Linked DNA regions of Mus musculus: regions 2 and 3 are each linked to region 1. A link is a contact called in public promoter capture Hi-C data. All regions are on one chromosome and are shown on one strand. The core of a region is the stretch at or near the end of the contact, and the rest is flanking DNA. Distances in the headings are between cores, read along the strand shown. Region 1 holds the start of Tmem213 (transmembrane protein 213). Region 2 holds the start of D630045J12Rik (RIKEN cDNA D630045J12 gene). Region 3 overlaps Zc3hav1 (zinc finger CCCH type, antiviral 1).

The links. Promoter capture Hi-C pulls out the DNA fragments that hold promoters and counts their contacts.
Region 2: a promoter capture Hi-C map of epiblast stem cells shows a contact between it and region 1, with 4 times the contacts expected there. The contact joins the promoter of D630045J12Rik here to the promoter of Tmem213 in region 1. A contact is called at or near these places in 7 of 39 promoter capture datasets (the 3T3-L1 cell line, embryonic stem cells, epiblast stem cells and 3 more), 5 of 115 datasets of contacts at active chromatin or transcription factors (all in embryonic stem cells) and 2 of 9 other capture datasets (adipose tissue and liver).
Region 3: a promoter capture Hi-C map of stem cell-derived epiblast-like cells shows a contact between it and region 1, with 2.0 times the contacts expected there. The contact joins the enhancer-like site here to the promoter of Tmem213 in region 1. A contact is called at or near these places in 8 of 39 promoter capture datasets (3T3-L1-derived adipocytes, cranial neural crest, embryonic stem cells and 3 more), 1 of 484 Hi-C or Micro-C datasets (nephron progenitors), 4 of 115 datasets of contacts at active chromatin or transcription factors (embryonic stem cells and kidney) and 2 of 9 other capture datasets (embryonic stem cells and pancreatic islet).

The regions. Positions count from the first base shown.
Region 1 is chr6:38,107,281-38,111,025 of GRCm38.p6, reverse strand. It overlaps Tmem213 (transmembrane protein 213), which reads right to left and starts at 1,673. Exons shown (of 3, transcript NM_029921.1): 1 at 1,471-1,673. The coding sequence starts at 1,615. All of the region lies in intron 1 of Atp6v0a4 (ATPase, H+ transporting, lysosomal V0 subunit A4), which reads left to right.
Region 2 is chr6:38,252,662-38,256,176 of GRCm38.p6, reverse strand. It overlaps D630045J12Rik (RIKEN cDNA D630045J12 gene), which reads left to right and starts at 2,038. Exons shown (of 20, transcript NM_194061.3): 1 at 2,038-2,309. The coding sequence starts at 2,168.
Region 3 is chr6:38,314,386-38,318,237 of GRCm38.p6, reverse strand. It overlaps Zc3hav1 (zinc finger CCCH type, antiviral 1), which reads left to right. Exons shown (of 13, transcript NM_001347122.1): 9 at 1,815-1,917. Among named protein-coding and RNA genes, the nearest start is that of Zc3hav1l, 17 kb to the right of the region's middle. Within about 2 kb of position 1,962, at least 28 of the 459 cell types and tissues checked have an H3K27ac peak or open chromatin away from gene starts, as enhancers often do. A contact at or near this core is called in stem cell-derived epiblast-like cells, where this site is marked.

The sequences.
Region 1 (3,745 bases), core at 424-2,923:
AGAAAGTTGTTACTCAACCACAGCCATAGAACTGCTGCCACCCAATCCCAGTCCCGCCATCCCGCCTAAAGTATGCTAATAACCTTGATACAATCTGACTAGTGTTGTAAATCATTTACATAGTTTAGAGTGGAGCCCAGTTTTGGAGAAACTGATTCCTGGACATTAGAAATTCCCTTCAAAACCAAGTCATGTCATTAGCTTGTCTCTCCACCTAGGGTGGGAGTATTCTCAGGACAGAGTAAATGAATGGGGGGAAAATTAACGAGATGCCAGTATTAGCTTGAATCCTGTGAGGTTGCGATTCTTAGAGGTCAAAACTCTCTTTTTATCAGGGGCTTTATATTTGAATATCACCCTTCAGTGTTCTAAGAACCAACCAGGGATTGGTGAACTAGGGGAGACCCAAAAGGCACTGTCATGGTAAACAGAAGAAGAACAACCATAAAACCTCGCCCCCTCAATGTATCAGTATGTGGTTGATAAATTGATAATAATCATAGCTGCTGGCATTAACTGTGTGCTTGTTTTGTTGTAAATTATTTACAAGCTGTGACTCATCTCCTCTTTACAAAATAAATCACAAACCACCCTTGACTCCCCAGTGTTATAAACAAGGAATCTGGGGCACAGAGAGGTAAAGTAATTTGCTCAAGATCACACAGCTAATAAGCAAGATGAGGAGAGAGGCGTCAAGGTTCTGTAGCTCTGAAGGGTCCCAAGAGCCTTCTGACAGTTCCTAGACTAGAGACTCAGGATGACAGAGTATTGAGAAGGGTGTGCCAGGGAGTGGGGTCACTCCAAGGAAGCTTGAGACAAGGTCAGTGCCAGGATCAGGAGAGACGAAGCCAGACTGCTAGATGCTCAGGTGTAGAACCCAGCTAGGAAAGCTAAGCCTCTTCCCATGTGAGAAAAGAAACTACCCAGGGTGAGAAACTGTGCTGTGCTTCTGATGCCAGCCCTGAGGAGGCGCAGGGAGGGGGAGGGGTAGGAGGAGGTTAGAGAGCCGAGGTAGCAGCGGTCCAGTTTCAAATTGGCCCGGGCAGTCCGGGTTGGAAGGAGCCTCTGCGGCGGTGCTAAGGGGAGGTGAGGGTCCATCCTGAGGGAGCCTTGGAAGAGCTATGGGAAATAGCAGGGGAGCCAGCCGTACCCCTTTCTACAAGTTTGGTCCCCTGATGAGTGAGATGCCTGCTGGCAAATTGGCAAATTTGTTTGTTGTGTTTTGTTTTGTGGCAAGGGTCAACAGGGGTGATTGCTGCTGTCCTACCAAAGGAATTGATTGCCAGGAACCCAAGACGCCCCCAGCTGACTCCCACCCCTGCCGGCTCTGTTTCTAATCCTCCAGGGAAGGGACTCCCGTTTCCTCTTTCCTCTGGGCAGGACCAACCCTGGCCAAGGAATCCTCCCCTTCCCTGAGTCCTGCCCTCCCCTTTCCAAGGTGGCCAAGAACTAGCTCAGAACTACTGTTACCTGTACCGCAGGATAAGTGGAAGGAGGTGAGGACCAGGCTGAAGAGGAGGGCGGCCTGCGGGGCAGAGGTGAGGTGCCCAGGGTTTCGGAGGAAGACACCTGACTGGGCCATGTTGCTGCAGAGGTGCCCTGGGGTGGAGAACATGTGTCCTGTGTGTGCTGGGTTTGAGGTGACTCCTGTCCTGCAGGAACTGGGAGTCTGTTCAGTGTTTGGGGGTAAAGAAAGAAGGTGGAGCCAGGTGAAATGCCTGTCACACCTGCCTCTGTAACTGTGGCTGGGGGAGGGGAGGGGCAATCCCGGCCTCCTTCCCTGAGACAAGAGTTCCCATTGAGGAAGAGGGAGGCGATTCCCTTAGACCTGCACTTGCTGTTGCTTCAGCTGCAGGCATAGTGTAGATTCTCTAAATCAATTACTTATTGATTTGAGTAATTATCAATTATTTATTGCTTACCTGCAGCTGTGTGCACTGAACTATGCTATAACCTGCAAACACCCCAGCTTAGCGTGTTGGCATTACAGAAACCCAAGATCCTGAGCAACCTGGGAAGTGATTGCATGACTAAGGACTCTGGGCATCAGCAACAAGAGTCCAGTCACCTCTGCTGATGAGACACTTTAGGGAGCAAAATGACATTCAGACAGGGCCTTGAGGAATGCATAGGATTTTGACAGGTGGAGAGGAGAAAGAGGCCCTGCAGTAGGAAACTCCTTTGAAGCCCACTGTGACCCTGACATAGATAAATTTGGTCCCACTCTGGATAGGGAGATTTGTGCCTGTGTCAGGAAGCAAGAGGGAGGCTGTGTGAAGGTCCTGAACTGAGTAGTGGCAATCTGTGACTGCTGCTTTTAGCCTAAATGTTTGACTGACAGTATTCTTAAGTGTCCTTACCTAAGGCAGTACATTCCAAGAACTCAAGTGGATGCTTGAAACCATGAATACTGCTGGAATACACGCGCATGCATTGCACGTACGCACTTTCCTAGAAATGCATACCTATGGTAACGTTTAATTTATGGTTATAGTAAGATTACTAACACAACTAATAATTAAGCAGCAATTATAACAATGTATTATGTACTATTTAAAACTTAGGAATGCCTGGTTGTGGTAGTGGTGGTAGAGCATGCTTTTGATCTCGGCATGCCTGAAAGAGAGATGGATCTCTGAGTTTGAGAGCAGCCTGGTTTACAGAGTGAGTTCCAGGGCAGCCAGGGCTACACAGAGAAACTCTGTCTCCAAGAACAAAATAGTGGGTGCTGGAGGAATGGCTTAGTGGTTAAGAGTACTAATTGTTCTTCCAGAGGACCTGGGTTCAATCCCCAGCACACAATGGCAGTTCACAACTGTTTGTAACTCCAGTCCCAGGGTATCTGACACCAATACACATGAAATAAAATTTTTAAAAAGGAGTCTTGCTTATAAATACAACAATAATAACAATTTAGGAATTGCTTCTGGAATTTTCCACTTAATATGAACAGCGTATAACTGAGGCCAAGTAACTGAAATCTCAGGAAGTGAAAGCGGAGAAGAGGGAGCTGACATCGGTGTGTTGCATCGGTGTGTTCCACACTCAACCCTGAGGGTGAAAAGCGCCCAGGAGCGCCATTTGAGACTCTGAGGTAACAGACATGGTTTCTGTCCTTGAGGAGCGCACACTCCATCAGAGACCAAGCAAGGAAGAACTTGAATGCAGTATGGAAAGACAGTAATGGAAAGAGGGGAGGGATAGTGGTTATTTTGGAGCGGGGGGGGGGGGGGGGGGGGCGGGCAGGGGAGGAGCATACAGAGGAAGTGACGTCTAGCTGCATGTTGACGTTTGCATATGCAGATGGGAGTTGATGGGTTCTTCCAGTGGCAGCAGGGCTAGCTCAGAACTTTATCCCCTGTGTACCTACACACAGCCCAGTAAGGATCACTATGGCTGCAGTCTAGCTCACTGAAAGCTCTGCAAAAGGCGATCACGTCTCACTCCCGTAATGCTAGGAATTAAGAGATGAGAGCGCGAAGATCGAGCCTGGGCCAGCCCCGGCTACATGAGCCTCCCCACCCGCAACCCCCCAAGCCGATAAGCCTCAACAACCACAAAAAGTAAAATAAATAAGAGAAGCTCTATGGACACACATGTGTAGTGGCCCCGGAGGTCACTTGCTTTAGGTTTTTCCAAAGGAATAAATTAATAGTAGCCCTGAGTTGGGGGAATTGGGTAGACGAGTGTCAGGAAGTTTAATTTCAGATCTTTCTGAGAAAAGTCCAGGGCAAACCAGACACTG
Region 2 (3,515 bases), core at 789-3,288, 140 kb before region 1:
TTATATCTCCCTCCCAGTACCAACAAGTCATACAAAGTGCTAAGACATTGCCACTGTCCATTGCATAGTTTTGTATGAATGCTCTGAGGCTGTGTCTTAATCCCTATTTTTAGACACAAATGTGCACAGAGGTGTGACTAGGTGTGGGGGCGTGCATGTTCACTTGTGTATGCACACACATGAGTACACACACACACACACACACACTTCTGCTTCCCTTTGGCATTCATTCCTGCTGGATCTGCAGAGTCACACTATCTGCCAGCTGAGCCCTGGGAGTCATTTTGCTAGACACTGAGGGAGAATGCTCTAATTCCCTACAGAGGTTGGTTTTACGTTTTGAGAGCAGAGAGACCAAGGGACTCTGGGGATCCCCTTTTCCTTAGAAAGTTGATGCCCTGGGGTCCTTCCTGTTAGCCCAAGGTTGCATTTTTGTTAATTTCTAGCAGTGTCTGAGTTGACTCAGAATGGTGTGGGAGATTTCTTCCTCCCACTGTCTAGTGCAGTTGGGAACTTCCTGGAGGCTGAGGCCAATTGTAAAGGACACATAGATTCCCATCAATAAATATATAATGAAATCTTCCTGGAGCCGTGGGGGATCCTGTGTGGGGCGATAACATGTTAGAACGTCATTTTAACTTAGTGTGTGTGTATGTGTGGACTAACAAGTTCATAAAAAATAACAACACAATAGGACTAAATGTCAAGAGCTGCTCCAGGCTGTGCCCCGTGGCCAGGTGAGTAATTCAGAGAAAAGCGAGGAGAGGGGAGCCATACCTAGGGCTATTGTGGTCAGGGTGCAAACATGCTCAGACAAGCAAACTCTCTACTTGGGTATGCTGGAGACAACTCCAAGAATGTATATGTCTGGGGGAGCAGGAGAGCAATGTATGGGGGTTGCTTATGACAAGTGACACAATGGAACGCAAAAATTAGGGTCATCAACAAAAGCTTATAACCTAGATTCTCATCTTCCCTGAAATTTAACAGGTGCCTATTTTTTTTTTTTTTTCAGAACAGGAACTTCTGATTCTTTGCCTAGATAGATGAGTTTGCCCAGCAAAACTGGGTAGCATCTTTCTGGGTCTTTTGCCTACCTCACTGAAGAGCAACCTTGATCCTTGGCCAGTCTGGATGGCTGACATTTCCCACTGTCTGTCATAGTTTCTCACTCAACAAGATACTTCTCTTATGCACGGCTTGCAGACCACGGCTGGTGCAACCTCTGAAATACAACTGTCCAAAATTGTAGTGTGTTCTAGGACCTTCCAACCTTATTCGGCCTTCAGAGTTAATGCACTTGGCTCTTAGCACAGAGACACATGCTAACTCCCATCCACACCCCCATTTCCCCAGGAAACTAACCCCCAACAAGGTCTTTTTCATCATATATTGGTGCTACTTTCTTTTTTAAAAAATAAGGCCTGGATCTGTGTGTTTGTGTCTGTCCACTTTGATTCAGCTTCAGTAGCCCCTTTCTGAAGACTCACTAAGCTCAGGGCAGTAGGCCTAGGTCTTACCAAAGGCCCACCTTTGCCAACAAGGTGGCACAGCTCTGGAAAGGCAAAGGATGGGCTGAGCCCTGTGTGCCTCCTCCCCATTCTTTTCCAGCGCGCGGGCTCTGGGAAAGAGAGCCGACTTCTCTCGGCTTTGTCCGCTCAGCAGCCCGGGGTCTGCCAGGGACCACGGCCGCCCCGCACACACACCTGCTGCCCGCCCCGCGTGGGCGGCTCGGGAGGAGCGTGCTCCGGAATCACCCGGTTTGCGACCGTTCCTCTAGGGCCCCGGGGGTGCGGGTGCGGGGCGGCGCCGTCCCGGGCGCCCTCCTGAGAGGCGGGTCCTGTGGGAGGGCGGGGACCGGGTCCCGCCTCGCCCTCCGCCGGGCCGCCCGCAGGCAGGCGCCGGGCCGGCCGGGAGGTGGTGCTCGCCTCCCCGCGCGGGGCCGTGCGTTGCCCGGCAGCGGCTGCGAGGCTCGGGAGGGGGCGGAGCGGCGCGGCCGGCGTGCAGCGGCCCCAGTCCGCGGATCCGGCCCGGCCCGCCCCCGCCTCGCCGGCCTCGCTGCGCGCCGGTGCTAGGCGCCCAGTCTCCGCCGCAGCGGACGCCGGCGTCCCGGGCCTGAGCGCGCCCACGCCCGGAGGCCGGGGTGTCGGGGAGCCGACGCGTGGCCATGGAGCGGGAGCCCCGCGCCAGGGTTGCACTGGTGCCGGAGCGGTGCGGCCGCGGGCCTTCCTCCCGCCACCGCCGCCCGGGGCTGCTGCTCCCCGGCCTCTGGCTGCTGCTGCTCGCCGGGCCGGCCTCGTGCGCCCCAGGTAAGCCTCGCGGAGCCCCCCGGGACGCGGCCGCCACCCTGGCCGCCTTCTCTGCCGCGCTCGTCACCCCCTGGCTTCCCCACCCGCCCATCCTCTTTTATTCTTCACCGCTCCCTCGCCCTCCTTGCTGGAGATGCTTTCCTATTCTTCCTGGGCCCTGCAAATAAAGGCATGGAGGAGAGGAATAAATCCAAAGGAAAAAAGAGCGAGCGGTTTCTGACCGGTCTTGCTAAAAGGTCTGCAACCTAGTCTTCCGTGAACCATGTTGCCCGAGGCGGGTTTGGTGGTTTCTGCTCCGAAGATGCCTATTTTCTTTTTCCCCTTTGCAAAATGCAGGCACTGGAATTGTGTTTGTGCACGGTTGTGTGAATGTGGCGTAGCGAATGTTTTGGGATACTTTTATTGTTGGGGCAAAGGGATGCATCTGGTGTGTGCAGAAGAGCAGTTGTGCATTGCCGTGAACACCCAGTGTTACCCCAGATGCAAGCAAGCTGGCTGTGTCCCCCAGTGCGCCAGGACACAAAGAACATTCAAAGAAAAAAATCTCTTGGAAAGCGCCCTGGCCATGGATCTTTCCAGGGAACTAGCTATTGGTATTACCTCCACAAAGGCATTACAATGGAGTGTGAAAATATTTTGAGTCTGAAGTGTCAGGGCATGAAAGGAGTCATGGTTGGTTTTTATAATAGATGCAATTTAGTGACTGTTCATCAGCATGGGATTAAGAGACATGATTTATGAGGCGTGTGGGTGGGTTTTGTTTGTTGAGGAAATGGTTTAATTCATGTTGCTTCCCCGAAATGTTTATTTATCCATCCTGAGCACGCACTGCACTGGACTGGAGACCATCTCTGAGGTGACACAGTGCATCCTGTGATTGCCCCAGCCCACACGTGCTTGGTTGCTTTGTGGGTAGGAAAGGAAAGGAGAAAGGAGCAGTTTAGGTGGAGAGCTTCTTCTCACTGCTCAGGAGAGACAGAAAAGCCATGAAAGCAGCCCAGAACCCTGCCTGCTTGTGGGAGCAGGGCCAGAGGACTGCCAAGTGGTTTGAAGGAAGTAGAACGCATTTGAAGGTGTCCCTTAGGCCCGACTGTGGGCATTATAACTAGTGCCACAAAGGGGATGGTGGAATACAAGCGAGGAACGGACTTAAGGGAGCACAGGTTGGGACCCATTCACTCGATCAGGAGGAAATCGAGGCAGAAG
Region 3 (3,852 bases), core at 713-3,212, 210 kb before region 1:
TCAAAACAAACAAAAACTGAATTGGTTATTATTAAGTGAAAATCATTGTATATCAGATTTGTTATTTTATATGTTTTGGTTAAAATATGAATAAATTTTTAAGATTAATGCTATAAGCAAAGCAGTTGTTAATCCCAGAGCCATCTCTTGAGCCCTGGACTTTTTTTTTTTTTTAATGTGTTTGGATATTTTGCCTACATGTTATAAAACTGTGTGCCTGTTGCCCATGGAGGCCAGAAGAGGGAGGGCACCTAGAACTGGATTTAAAGACATTTGTAAGCTACCACGTAGGTGACGAGGATCAAATGTGGGCCCATTAGATGAGCAGTCTGTGTTCTTGGTTGTTAAACCATCTCTCCTGCCCCCCACCTCCTTTCTTAACATCAGACCCATGGGGAGATTTTGAGCATCATTGCAGCAATAGCCAGTTTACCCTTTTAATTTTCTTGGCCTTGTTCTATTAACCTTACTGAGTCCTAATGTCGCAGTAAAATCAATCCATTTGGCCGGCAGTGGTGGCGCACGCCTTTAATTCCAGCACTTAGGAGGCAGAGGCAGGCGGATTTCTGAGTTCGAGGCCAGCCTGGTCTACAAAGTGAGTTCCAGGACAGCCAGGGCTATATACAGAGAAACCCTGTCTCAAAAAAAAAAAAAAAAAAAAAACGATCCATTTCACTTATGCAGTTGGCATGACACTTTCCATCTGTCCCAAAGTTTGCCCTGCCTCTTTTTGTCTGTCTGTCTGTCTTTCTCTCTCTCTCTCTCTCTTTCTTGGTGTGTGTGTATTGAGATGTTGAGATAGGGTTTCTCTACATGGCTATCCTGGAACTTACTTTGTAGACTCTCCTTGAACTCACAAAGATGCGCCTGCCTCTGCCTCCCTAGTGCTAGGATTAAAGGCGTGCCTAGCCCTGACCTCACTGGTTTATGACATCTGGAACCCATCTTTTACTCCATGACAAAAATATGGCTACTTTGCTATAAGTTCCTATAGGTCAATTTTACCATTTTTAAAACTTCAAATTAATCCCCCTCCCCCCCAAGACGAGGTTTCTCTATGTAGCCCTGGCTATCCTGGAAATCTATATAGACCAGGCTGGATGCGAACTCACAGAGTTCTGCCTCTGCCTCTGGAGTGCTGGAATTAAGGGCCCACCTACTACCCAGCTATGAATAGATTCTCAAAGTATATATTCACACCTAGCTGGGTTCTTTCACTTATAATAGTGGGTTTTAGAATCATTTATGTTGCCTTCCCTTTTAACATCTGAATAATATTCCATTAGGAATACATTCTATAGTTTATTCATTCACCCGTTGTTTTCCAGTGTTTGGTTATCAATAATGCAGCTATTTTTGTGTGGATATAGGTTCTCACTTGTTTGGGTGGAGTTCCTGAATATGTTGGGCTTTCTGAGAAGCTATTTAACTATTTTCCAAAAAGAAATGTTATTTTATAGCAATGCATGGTAATTGTAAAAAGTCACTCTTGGAATTTTGAACCAGGTCTACAATTCATTTATCTAAAAGTACCCTTCTCTGTTTGTACATGAAAGATTCATTCATGGCATACATCTTTAATCCCAGCAATCAGAAGGCAAAAGCAGGTAGATCTCTGTGAGTTTGAGGCTAGTCTGGTCTACAAAGTGAGTTCTGGAACAGCCTAGGCTAAAGAGAAACCCTGTCTTGAAAAGAAGAAAAAAAAAGAAGAAATAAAGAAAAAGATTCAATCATGAATGCTGTGCAAATGACCTGGAAAAATATGAATCATTTTCTAGGATCAAGTCTTGATCTTTATTTTATTTTTTTTAAAGGGATGATTCAGACGAATATAGCTTCCAAGACTCAAAGGCATGTTGTGAGAAGGCCAGTTTTTGTTTCTTCGAAGGATGTGGAGCAGAAGAGAAGAGGTCCAGAGTAAGTGTTCAGCAGCTGTTAGCTCAGGCCATGATCTTGCTGCGTCATGCTGCGTCATGCTGTGTCATGCATCTGGAGGTCTGTGTTCTTGGGAAGTTCCTGCCTCTGTCTTACTGTAGTTTCTGTTTGATTTATCTATGAGTAAGGAAATTGTTAAGCAGTGTGACATAACTGAAAGTTTCCTGGCCAGGGGACTAGGGAGTGCAAGCACTTGGTTAAGCTTTGTGTAACAGATACAAGGCCTTGGGTTTAGAGTGTAGGAGGAAGGGATGCTATACCATGAAACCAGCATCCGCCTTTAGCTTACAGGCTATTTAGCTGCTCGCTCTCATCTGCACTCTGGGCCTTACTTGCTCCAGCTGCGACTGGCTGGATCAAGGAGTGTACAAGTGTATACACTGGATTTTTGTTTTGTTGGGGGTCCTCTCTGTGTCTTTGGTTGTGCTGAGAGGACAGGAGGCTGAGAAAGAGGCTTAAGTTAGTAGCCTGGGGAAAGAGCTGGAGAGATGAAGTTCACTAAAGGCATTGGTGTTAGATTTAATCGACTTGTAATCATTGTACCCATGGGGCATTTCAAGGTGGGTTTTGCTGTGGGGAATTCATTGTAACTTGCCTGTCTCTATGAAACTCAGTAAAATCTCATTGTTCGAAAACTTTGCAGTTGGATTTTTTTCCCCTCTAGGGGTGTGTGATATATGAGTCAAGGCAGGTGTAAAAACCAAGCTGTTCTAGATTCTTGTAGCTATGAGAGCCCAAGGTGGGTTATCTATCACCAGGCAACGTGAAAATGACGTCTAGAAAGTGCTCGAATCTGGGATAGGCAGGAAGTCATGTCCGGGAGGGATGTGCGTGCAGGATTGGTTCAGGTTCTAGGTCACCTAAGCTCACACCTGTCCTCCGTCCATTATTAGCCCCTGGGGTTTGGGCAGATGGGCCACACTGCCCCCTCTCTTCCACACAAAGGCACGAGGGCAAGAGCACGTTCCCTGCTGAGATCACCTTCAGAGCCTGGAACAATGGCCCGTGCGACTGGTGTTCAGTTAGTGAAAGCTGCTTTGGTTTGTTTTCCTCCTAGTGTCAGACTCTGTGACAACACATGTGTACATCTAACAAAATTGTCAACAATTCATTAAACGCCAAGTAATACCCATTTCACGGTCTATTTTCCCATTCTCTTTGAAATTACTTTTGATAGTTGATTTATCCCCAAGCTGCTTTTCAACTATTTAAGTGTACCTGCCTCTATTTTATTTATTTATTTATTTATTTATTTTGAGACAGGGTTTCTCTGTGTAGCCCTGGCTGTCCTGGAGCTCACTTTGTAGACCAGGCTGGCCTCGAACTCAGAAATCCACCTGCCTCTGCCTCCCGAGTGCTGGGATTAAAGGCGTGCGCCACCACGCCCGGCCCTGCCTCTATTTTTAAAGAAATGTTGTGTGGGGGCTGGAAAGGTGGCTCAGCGGTTCAGAGAACTGACTTCCAGGGGATCAGAGTTTGGTTCCACATAGCAGCTCACGACTGTCTGAAACTACATCAGTGCACATAAGATAAAAATAAACAAATTATATAAAAGTTATGTGTGTGCGCATGTGTGCTGTGACCTCACCAATTCTGGTACGGGTGGAGGGCAAAAATTGACATTGGTATGCTGTCCTCAATCTACCTTGAGACAGTTGCTAGCTGACACTAGAGTGTGCTCACCAGTGAGACTGGCCAGCCAGCACGTCCCTGGACACTTGTTTCCATTTCCTGCCAGTACTGGTGTTATGGGGGCAGGGGTGGGGGCTGCCATGCATGACTTTTTTTTTTTAAAGATTTATTTATTTATTATATGTAAGGACACTGTAGCTGTCTTCAGACACTCCGGAAGAAGGAGTCAGATCTCATTACGGATGGTTGTGAGCCACCATGTGGTTGCTGGGATTTGAACTCCGG